Regions from separate parts of the Mus musculus genome. Here all the other regions are linked to region 2. The links are chromatin contacts, called in public promoter capture Hi-C maps. All regions are on one chromosome and are shown on one strand. The core of a region is the stretch at or near the end of the contact, and the rest is flanking DNA. Distances in the headings are between cores, read along the strand shown.

What was found. Promoter capture Hi-C pulls out the DNA fragments that hold promoters and counts their contacts. Capture Hi-C pulls out chosen DNA fragments and counts their contacts.
Region 1: a contact with region 2 is called in a promoter capture Hi-C map of hippocampal neurons, with 2.8 times the contacts expected there. The contact joins the promoter of Zfp185 here to the promoter of Zfp275 in region 2. A contact is called at or near these places in 8 of 39 promoter capture datasets (cranial neural crest, embryonic stem cells, hippocampal neurons and 3 more) and 3 of 9 other capture datasets (adipose tissue, embryonic stem cells and liver).
Region 3: a contact with region 2 is called in a promoter capture Hi-C map of liver. The contact joins the promoter of Idh3g here to the promoter of Zfp275 in region 2. A contact is called at or near these places in 1 of 39 promoter capture datasets (liver) and 2 of 9 other capture datasets (adipose tissue and liver).

What each region holds. Positions count from the first base shown.
Region 1 is chrX:72,985,927-72,989,330 of GRCm38.p6, reverse strand. It overlaps Zfp185 (zinc finger protein 185), which reads right to left and starts at 1,992. Exons shown (of 19, transcript NM_009549.3): 1 at 1,812-1,992.
Region 2 is chrX:73,340,933-73,343,883 of GRCm38.p6, reverse strand. It overlaps Zfp275 (zinc finger protein 275), which reads right to left and starts at 1,264. Exons shown (of 6, transcript NM_031494.2): 1 at 1,133-1,264.
Region 3 is chrX:73,785,365-73,788,768 of GRCm38.p6, reverse strand. It overlaps Idh3g (isocitrate dehydrogenase 3 (NAD+), gamma), which reads left to right and starts at 1,872. Exons shown (of 13, transcript NM_008323.1): 1 at 1,872-1,994. The coding sequence starts at 1,914. Ssr4 (signal sequence receptor, delta) reads right to left here and starts at 1,746. Exons shown (of 6, transcript NM_001166480.2): 1 at 1,463-1,746. The coding sequence starts at 1,529.

The sequences.
Region 1 (3,404 bases), core at 743-3,242, 360 kb after region 2:
CTTTCATCAAACAGGATTCTGCATCAAAGCCAAAATTGGGGGTGTTTTCTTGGCACACAACTGAACACAGTTCAGGGAACAGGTACCAGTGCCCACCTCAACCAGGTCCCGAGCGCTAGGAAACCAGAGTTCCTGCCCTACCAGGTCTTAGAAGGCCTAAAGCACTTTGAGGAAGGACGTTGCTACATTCTAGTTGTTCCTGGGACCACTACTCTCACCACTAAGTTGGGAGGGTTTTGTCCTATTACCATCCAGATGGCAGCTCTTTCTGGAGTAACCTATCTCTAGAGACTTCTTGGTAAAATGAAGGGCTGATTTCTCTCCTATCCCTCTTGACCTGCTCAACTTTCAAAGGTTCCCTCCTCCAGGGAGCCTTCCTAATCTTTCCATCTTGGGTTGCATCCATGATCCAGGCTAACACTTTTCACCTTCAAAGCTGCAGCACCCTCTGTGGTCATGAGCCATGTTTGTCACTGACTCATGAGTGCCCAGAGGAGGAAAAGGAACAGATTTTGAGCATCTGCTGTGTACTTAGCTTTGACCTAGGCACCTTCTATCAGTTCTGCTCCACTGAGTGCACAGCCTCGGTCAGCACTGATAATTGATGGGATGGTTCTGTTCCTTCCAATCTTGTAGTGAGTGGGCTGAAGGCGATGGACAGCACATTCTCGAAAGGCCTCCAGTAAGTTGTACCTGTACCCTGGAGATCTGTTGGCACCCACCCAAACTGGCACTGTTTGTGCAGAAGAGCCAGTTGAGGCCATGGGAAAATAAGAACTTCATAAGCTTCCTACTGCAGCTCTCCAGTTCAGAGCCCCTCACCATTATTCAGGTTTATCAGCCTGTGGAAACCTGCTTCCTGCCCATGACTAGAAATCCAAAGAACCATGAGAGCAAGACAAGACCAAGAGCAGGTGTCACCACCTACCTTAATGTCAAGAGTCAGTACCAATGGCTTGTGGAGAACACAACTCCCAACATACTTTATAGACTCCACAGCCTTGGAGGGGAAGGTGGGCCTGATAGGCTTCTCCTTTTACTCAGTGGAGCTGCCAGGTGCCACAGTACAGAAGGAAGTGGCATGGCCGACAGGAGGATCTGCGTTTCCAACCTTTCTCAGAGGCCAAGCTATCACTAAGCAGTTGCAAAGAGGATGAGGCTATTGGCTCTCCCCTGCTCCCACACAAACAATCCAGTTACAGAGACTGTGCACAGCAGATCCCGCTGATAACACCACAGTGACACTTGATTCGGCGCCTTCTGTCTGAGTATGAGCAGCTCCCTTCCCAGCCCTGAGGTCGCCCAGTGACCAGTACATGTCTATCACAAACCACCATTAAGTCCCTTTGCTCTGGGCTCCAGGCCAGTGAGGGGATTATTGAGTAAGCTTGCCTCTGTACCTCAGTTTCCTCATCTATAAAATGGGCACATTTTACTAAGGATGTGGAATTCTGTGATGCTTGCAACACACCAATTCTAGGCTCACCCTGCCCCATCCCCGCTGGCAGTCTACTAACAATCGGTCTCATCCACAAATGAGTAGGTCAGAGGGACTAGACCAGCCAGAGAGCCACCTGCTTTTGTTGGACACTCTGAGGAACGTTGCCTGTCTCTTCACTCGCGGTGAAAAGCAGAAACCGAGGGCACTGCCTCCCTGACGGGATTCCGAAGAGGGATGCTTGGAGCGAGTATGAATTATTGGTAGGGAAACTGAGGCCCTGGCTTGTGTCCAGGAGGACACGAACTGGGTGCTCCTTGTAGCCTCCCGGTGGTCGAGCCACTTCTTTAGGACGGCGACTCAACAACCCTACCTGGTACAGGTGCCCGGCTTGTGTGACGGGCAGAGGGTCGGACAGGCGTGGTGCGCGGGCTCCCTCGGGTGGGCAGCACTGAACCCAGCCGGGCCGCGTCAGCGGGCGCGGGAAGCGGTACGCAGTGGGAAGCGCGCGGGGCAACGAAGAGGCACGGACTGGGCTCCGCCCGCCCGAGAACAAACAGGTTTTCTCCGGCTGCTGGGAGCCTCGCCCCTCGCCCCTCCCCTCGGCCGGCCCCCTTCCTCTGCCCTCTCCTGGGGTAGGTAGATGCGCCTGGCACATTCCGCACATTCTCCAGCCGGTGTCCTCGGTCCTCCCACCCCTTCCCTGCTCCGCCCAATGGAGCTGCTGGAGAAATCAAGGCTGGGGCTCCCCTCACCCAGCTCAGAGCGAGCTCCAAAAAGTTTTGCCGCTATGGAAAACTTCCAGGCTAATTCCTCTGGGCTCCCAGCCCTGGGGCCAGGAGGACTCCACCACATGAAGGGCCCTCGCTGACTAGTGGCGTCCCTGCCTGCGCCCGGCGAGATCTGGCCAGGCTCTGGGCCAACGACTTCCACAGATGCTGGCGGGTCAGTTCTGTCGAGAACTACTGTGCCTAGATCCATTTTACAGATGGAGATCCCAGACAGGGGCGGGGAAAGGACCAGGCTTGGGGGCAGGGGGGTGCGGACTGATGGCTGAGATCATGCAGGAAGTCAGGCATAGGAGAAAAAAGTGAGCAAGAAACTTCTGTCTGGCGCCTGGGAAAACTTGTACCCTGGAAGGTCATTTTTGGAGCCGGCAGGTAGGCAAAACAGGACTACCTCTCAGGGCATGTCGGAAGACACACACATTCGGTTTAATAAATGACATTCATTCACAGTTTTTGGATATGTAATGTGTGAAAGGCACGAAGTGTGAGAATGTAGTAGGGGTGTCGAACATCCAACAAAGGCTCCTAACCCTCACTGTGAGGTCAGAGAAGTCCTTTCAATAGAGGAGAGAGTTAAGCCAGTGTGCACAAAAAATGATCAAAATGATAGACTACAAAAGAAAGAAAAAGAAAAGATAAAAGGAAGGAAGGAAGGAAGAAAGAAAGAAAGAAAGAAGGAAAGAAAGAAAGAAAAAAAGGAAGGAAGGAAGGAAGGAAGAAGAAAGGAAAGGAAAGAAAAGAAAAAAAAGGAAAAAAGAAAGATTAAAGTCCTGTTGCCAATTTTACAGCAGTGGCCCTCAAATCTACTCACTGTCGTGTTTTCCTGTGACTTATCGCCCTTCCCATTTCAGCCATCACACAGTATGCATGCAGCTTCACTGGGTATATGACCAGATGCTAGCTGCTTAGAGCGCTTTCCTACAGCTTCTGGTTGTTGTTGGAATGAAAGCAGATGCTTTTAGAAGGCCTAATGTTTGACTGTGTTCAACCTCTGTCTGTAAGACCAGCCACCCCAGCACTCCACTGTAATCTCCCCGGCTTCCCCATGTCTTCTGACTACTTCTGTGCCCTCATACCTCAGACCTTTGTTCCTGCACTCATACTCTCTGCAGTACCCTTCCTATATCCCTTGCCACTGAACTCACCCAATCTTTAGATGTCATCCTCTCCTGCCTGCC
Region 2 (2,951 bases), core at 15-2,514:
ATTAACAGGAGGCTAGAAATCACTGCTCTATGTGATTCTAAATACAGATTCAAGGCCACTATGGGGCAATGGACCAGACTGTCAGACACTGAATGTTGTTTCTATAATAATGTCCAATGGGAGAGGGGGTAAGGTAAGGTAAGTCCTACCAGGAGAGGTACTATTCCATTAGCCCCATTTGAAATTTTCTCCTAAAGGAAAATGTAGAGACCGAGATTTAAGAAGAAATGTTCCATTGACCAAGGAGACTGGAGAGGGTTGCCTGCCTCTGAGTCCAAATCTGGTTAGAGGGTATCAGCTGCACAGGGTGAGCCCTCTGGGAAGAGCGCCAGAAATGGGGGTGGGGGCACTGAAAAGGACCATGGGCTTTGGGCAGCAGGCAAGTGGGAGTATGCATGTGTGTAAAAAAAGACATGTAATTAATCACCCAAATATAGACTGGAGCAACCAGCAAAGGAGTTTAGAAGGGGGCAATGGAGTGGTGCCAGAAAATGTGGTTCCAAGGAGGGCCACCTTAAAAGGTCTCTTCATCTGGCGAGAATTCCCTTCTACACCCCCAAATTTCTGCCCCAGGAAACGTACCTGCTCCCGTGCAGTCACCACTCAAATGGAAAGGTAGATTCCCCTCCCCCCAGCCCCTAAGCAGATCCTTCTTCAGGGCCCCAGAGGCCCAACCCCTCCCCCCACACTAGGGGAAAGTCCCTTCAGCCCTAAAGACAGCCCCAAGGACTCCGAGTCGCTGGGGGCTGTGTGTGTGTGTCCACCCCCAGCTCCTGACCCGTCCCCAGTGCTTAGCATCCTCCAAAGAGCAACACAGGCCTCAACACATCCGCGATTCCCGCCTTGGACCGCTGCCCCCAGCCCTGCACTAGAAGGCCTCCGGGCCTCGCCATGCCCACCCACCGCCAAAGACCTTTTCTTTTGACCCCTGGTTTGCTCCAAGGCCCAGCAGCATCCCACTCTACGAAACGCTCCCTTCCCCTTATATTCTTCCGTGGTCCACGCATTCACACAGGCCTCCCAGCACAGCCTCCTGCCGCCCCACACGCTCTCTCGGCCACACATCCTTGCTCACGCACACAATCTCATGATCACTCGAGCTGCACATCCCTCCCATAGTCCGCACGCTCACCCGGCCCACGGCGCCTGACTCTGGGCCCTTGCAGAAGAAGAGCGGGCGCGTTGTAAGCAGGCCCGGCGTGGCAGGAAGCGCCACGGAGCCGCCAGTGCCTGGCGGAGCCCAGAAGCCCGGCAGCGCGTTTCCGGAGCCGGGGGCGCCGCCTGGGGTACTGAGATCGAAGCCCCGCCTCGGCCTCGGTCCCGCCCGGCCTGTCGGCTGCGATTGGCCTGAGAGGGGGGTGGGACAGAAGGGGGCATGTCTGGGGCGGGGTGAGGAGAGGAGGTGGGATAGATGAGACTAGGGGAGTAAAACTCATGAATCCTAAGTGATGAGTGTGGAACGAATGTAAAAACAAATAATGAATAAATAAATGAGCAAAATAAATTGTTAGTGGTGAAGACAATGAAGAAATTGACAAGGCCAGGGCCTTTAGAATGATGGTAGGGCTGGAGGAGGGCACTCAAGAAAAGAGTGCAGGGGTCGGAGTCCTTCTTAAAGTCAGACCTGAGCCCTGTCTATGCCAGACATCAAGAATACAACAGTGAACAAAACTAGACCCTAATGCCTATCTTAAGAGCCACACACCAGGCACTCCAGAGCTCCTGTGAGAGTACTGTAAGCGTATTAGGGACCACACAGCAATAAATAAACAGTAACCTGAATTTCAGAATGGCAGTTTATACCATGAATCCCAAAACAAGCGTCTTGGTTCAGATGTGTTGTAAGCAGCTGCCAATTCAACTTCACTGCTTTGCATTTGTGCATCCTTGGCAGCACAAGTAACTGTTTTCTTAAATATACTGTCTGGTTTCCCGAGGGAGGCACTAATAAACAAAGATCAATACAACATCTCCCGCCCCGAGAAGAGTGATGAGAACTTCACTCAGTATCCATCCAGGTGATGTTTGGAATGACCAGGAGGTGTGGAGGTGTGTGTGTGTGTGTGTGTGTGTGTGTATGCTTCTGTGACACTGCAGTATCTGTGGGCAAAAGCAACATCAAAGATAAACATCTATAATTTTGACATATCCAGTGTAAGAAAGGAAAGTCTGGTGCTGGAGAGATAACTCAGCCTGTAGAGTACTTGTCTTGCAAACCTGAGGACCTGTGAGGAACTTCACTTCCCAGTACCCATGTCAAAAACGAGAAGTCCACTTTTTTTTTTACTGTCCTTTTAATTTTCTGAGACAAAATTTGCTATCAGTAAAATGTATAAATCTATATGGTAAGTTTTGACAAATACCTTTCCTAAACCCCCCTCCAGACACAAACCATGATGAGAAGTCTGGAAAATTTCCAGTCCCATTGCACACATCCTATTTCAGCACAATTCCACAGGAACGCCACTATTCTAAAATTTCTCACTATCGACAGCCTATTTGAGTAATTAATTCCTGTTGCATGGGAATGAAATATATAGTATGTACTATTATCTACTACTCTGTCTGAATTCTTTCCTTTACTCTGATGCTTTTGGAATTCCTCTATATTGCTGAAATATATTTCCTTTCCTTTCATTGCTGAGTCATTTGCCATTGTACTTTACCATGTGGGCTGTTCCTAATTGGAATTGTTATTCACTATATGAACAGTGGTGTATATTTCTGAGTGAACATATGCTTTGTTTTTTTTTTCTGGAGTAAAAACCTGAAAGGGAGAATTTGCTACATAATAGGGTAGTTGTATGTATTATTAGCAACTGCCAGAATGTTTTTCAAAGTGGATACACAATTGAGACTCCTACCAGAAATGTGTGAGAGTTCATTTTATTTCTCATCCTCATCAACATTTGGGTTGCCAGCCTTTATTTTTATCCATTCAAGTGGGTGTG
Region 3 (3,404 bases), core at 623-3,122, 440 kb before region 2:
CAGACTTGGTGAGCTGAGGATACACATACTCTTCTATTCCTGACAGAAAGTGGGGTCTGGGAGATGGATCCTAGTACTCAGTCAAAAGTAGAGTGGAAGGGGCCAGTGAGGGCTGATGAGCCAGGCCAGAGTGAGGTAGGGAAAGCTCTGCAGAGGTGAGTCTGGATGCAACAACATGGAAGCAACAGCCATGTTTGAGGCAGGCAGGAGGCTGATGAAATTAGTATCTGAATCTATGATAGGGAGGCCACAAAGCAGCTCACCTGCTCCTAAAGTACCCCAGAAGCCCAGTAGGTCAAGGCAGCCTCAATTCAGAGCTTCTTCAATAGCCTACTGAAAGCATTCTGCAGACACTAAATGGGGTGTTGTTAACACACAGGGACTTTCAAGATAAGGGTCTCTAGACCCATCCAGGTGACAGAATGTCAAGACTGGTTCTAGTGTTTCCTGAGAGAAGTAAATTCTGGGCCCAAACACCAAACCTGCCCCTGTAAACTAAACACCCCTGAGGAAAAGTTTTCATCCAACTCTTCTCCAAATGTGATGTCTTGAAAGAATGACCGATTAAGCTAGAGAAGACCTTGTACCGGCATAAATGGCAGGAGGAAAATGCCTGGGAATGGCTCTCAAGGCCATATTCCACCAACCCTTCTGTGACCTGCTCAGCTGGGCCTTTCCCTGTAGACACTATGGAACCCCTAATAGATGTTACAGCCAGGTTTGTCTTTTTAAGACACTGCTAGCAACAGACTGAAGGATTCTCTGAGGGGTGGGTAGAAGGGATGGCCAGAGGCTACCTGTATGTACAGAAACCAAATCGTCCTTAGTTCAGGCTCTCAGGTCTGAGGTGCTAACATCTTTCAAAACACATGCCGGCACTCCAGATTGAGCTCAGCCCCACTACCACGTTACAGATGTCTCACAAATATCAACGGGTCTGTGCACGGTTCAATTTTGCTATGAACTTTGGGGTGGGATATACCAAGGCGTCACAAAAAGTCGAGGCTCTGGGCACTAAAAGCCCTTGCTCACTTCATCGGTTCCCTATCTAACTCGCCTAGTGCCCTTACTCTGATCTGCCTCCCTCTCTTAGGTTTCTCTTGGGGAAGCCTGGCCTATGCAGCATTGGTTCGTAGCTGCCAGCACTGCTCTTGTGCGACTACCTTTTGACACAGGAACCAGGGACATACATATCACCTTCCCTGCTGGAGCTGGTGGTCGGAGCATGGTACTGCTTTGGGGGTTCTCCCAAAAGCAGACAAGGAAGCAACCTGGCTGTCGGGTAAACGTGTGTGTGGTGCTTTGGTCGCCACGACACAACACCCATCGGGGGAAGATCCCGTCAGTAGCGACGAGCCCCGGGAAGGGCCAGATCCCCACCTCGCGCACACCCTTCCTCCCCCCAGCACCACCTGCCAACAGCAGGGGCGCGCCCCGAAACAAGCTCCGGCCAGGCCGCTACCTGAGCAGCAAGATAGGCCAGACAGCAGGAGTAGTGCCAGGGCGCCGAAAGATGCCATCGCCGCCATCGCCTCTTCTCTTCCGAGGGGAAAAGAGAGCAAGCCACCCTGGACATGCGGAGCAGACGAGGAAGCGCGACGCGTAAGCGGCCTCAGCACCCAATCGTGCGTCGGCGGGCTGGGTCGGGCATGGTGACGTCGCTGGCGGCACTGACGTGTCCGCTTCCCTAGCCAGGGTCCCAACCGGTCGCACTTCCCTCCTTCTCAGCCTTCCCCTCCCCAAGATGGCGGAACAGTGCTCTAGGCACCGGAAGGGGGCGTAAGAACCGGTGTGACTGTGCGCGTGCGTAATGCTAGCGTTTTCTCAACCCATACCCCGGATTTCTCGCTGTCCCCAACTGTCGCGAGAACGGTGCTTAATGTTTTGACCTGTAGAGGTCCTCACTTTTCGTCATGGCGCTGAAGGTGGCGATAGCTGCTGGCGGTGCTGCAAAGGCAATGCTCAAGCCAACTCTCCTCTGCCGTCCTTGGGAGGTGAGTGGTGAATGGGCGGTGGGACATTTGCAGGCTTACAGAGGGACTTAACACCCAATTGAGACCCGGAGTCGGGTAACGGCTCTTTGAGCAAACACGGAATTCGATTGGCTGTGCGAGCCATAGGAGGGGCGGGGAGAGGGCTGCACTCTGGGGTTCACTGGTTGCTTCTGCTGTCCGTGAGGCGGTTGGCCGAAATTGACTCTGATCTGGCTCCTCTGTGCCTTCCTCCGGAAGGGTTGGGAAGGTAGACCGCAGTAGCTAGGTGTCCCCTCCGTAGTGTCCTTGTGGAAGCCCTTTTGAAGAGGCCACGTGTCCTGGCCCACCTTGCATGTACCATCTAAGCCTGTTTCTGGACTCAGTTCCTCCTTGGTTTTCCCTCTCTTAGACTGCTTTGCCCTAGTGGAGGTGGAAAATCAGACTTTATCAGTATCTCTCTCGCTGTGTGTCTCTCGCTGTGTCCCCGCGTTCCCTCTCCCGGTTTCTCTCTGTCTCGTCGAACACGCGGTTTCTCTCTGTAGCCTGGAACTCACACTGTAGACCAGGCTGGCCTTGAATTCAGAAATCCTCCTGCCTCTGTCTCCCAAGTGCTGGGATTAATTAAAGGCATGCACCGCCGCCATCTGGCTATCCATAATCCTTGATCCCTCCAGATCTTCCGCCTACCAAGCACCTAGATACTTGATTCTAACCAAAAGGCCAACAAACAAGCCCAAACCCCTGTAATGAGAGTGAACCAGGGTTCTAAGACTGGAAGCTTCTAGGGCTTTGCTTTCCTGGTTCTTTCTTTGGAGTCTTGGTTAGCTGGTTTAGCTCCTGGGTAGCACTGCTTAGCACCAGAAAACCAACAACTAGCTCTGGGGAATAAGAGCTATGACCTCTAGGCCTTGCTCTTCCACTGACCTAGAATATGGCATTAGGCCAGCTCTCTTTTCTCTCTGGGTTCCAGTGAGGAGAGAGGACTTTATGTTCTCAAAGCATTTGCTGACTCTGACCTTCCAGAATGCCATGGGGTTTTTTGTTGTTGTTGTTGTTGGGGTCTTGGGGGCTTTTTTGTTTTGTCTTGTTTTGTTTGGGGAAGGGAGCTACATATGCTACATGAAATTCTATTTAAAATAGGGACTTCTGGTTCAGCCAGATGGCTGAGTGGGTAAAGGCACCTGCCTCCAAGCTTGGATACCAAGTTTAATCCTTGGAATTCTTGTAAAATGCAAGGAGAAAAAGGACCCCACAGAATCATCTTCTCATTGCCACACGTGTGCTATGGCTTCTTCCTCATTGTTGAGGAAAGACCAGCAGCATATAGAGGATTACTAGAGACCCTGATGGCTCCAGAAGCTAGGCTTCTGTAAACTCTTAATGAAGACCTTTCCTCCTGAATGCTTGTGTGCCTTTGTTGGGATGGGACTA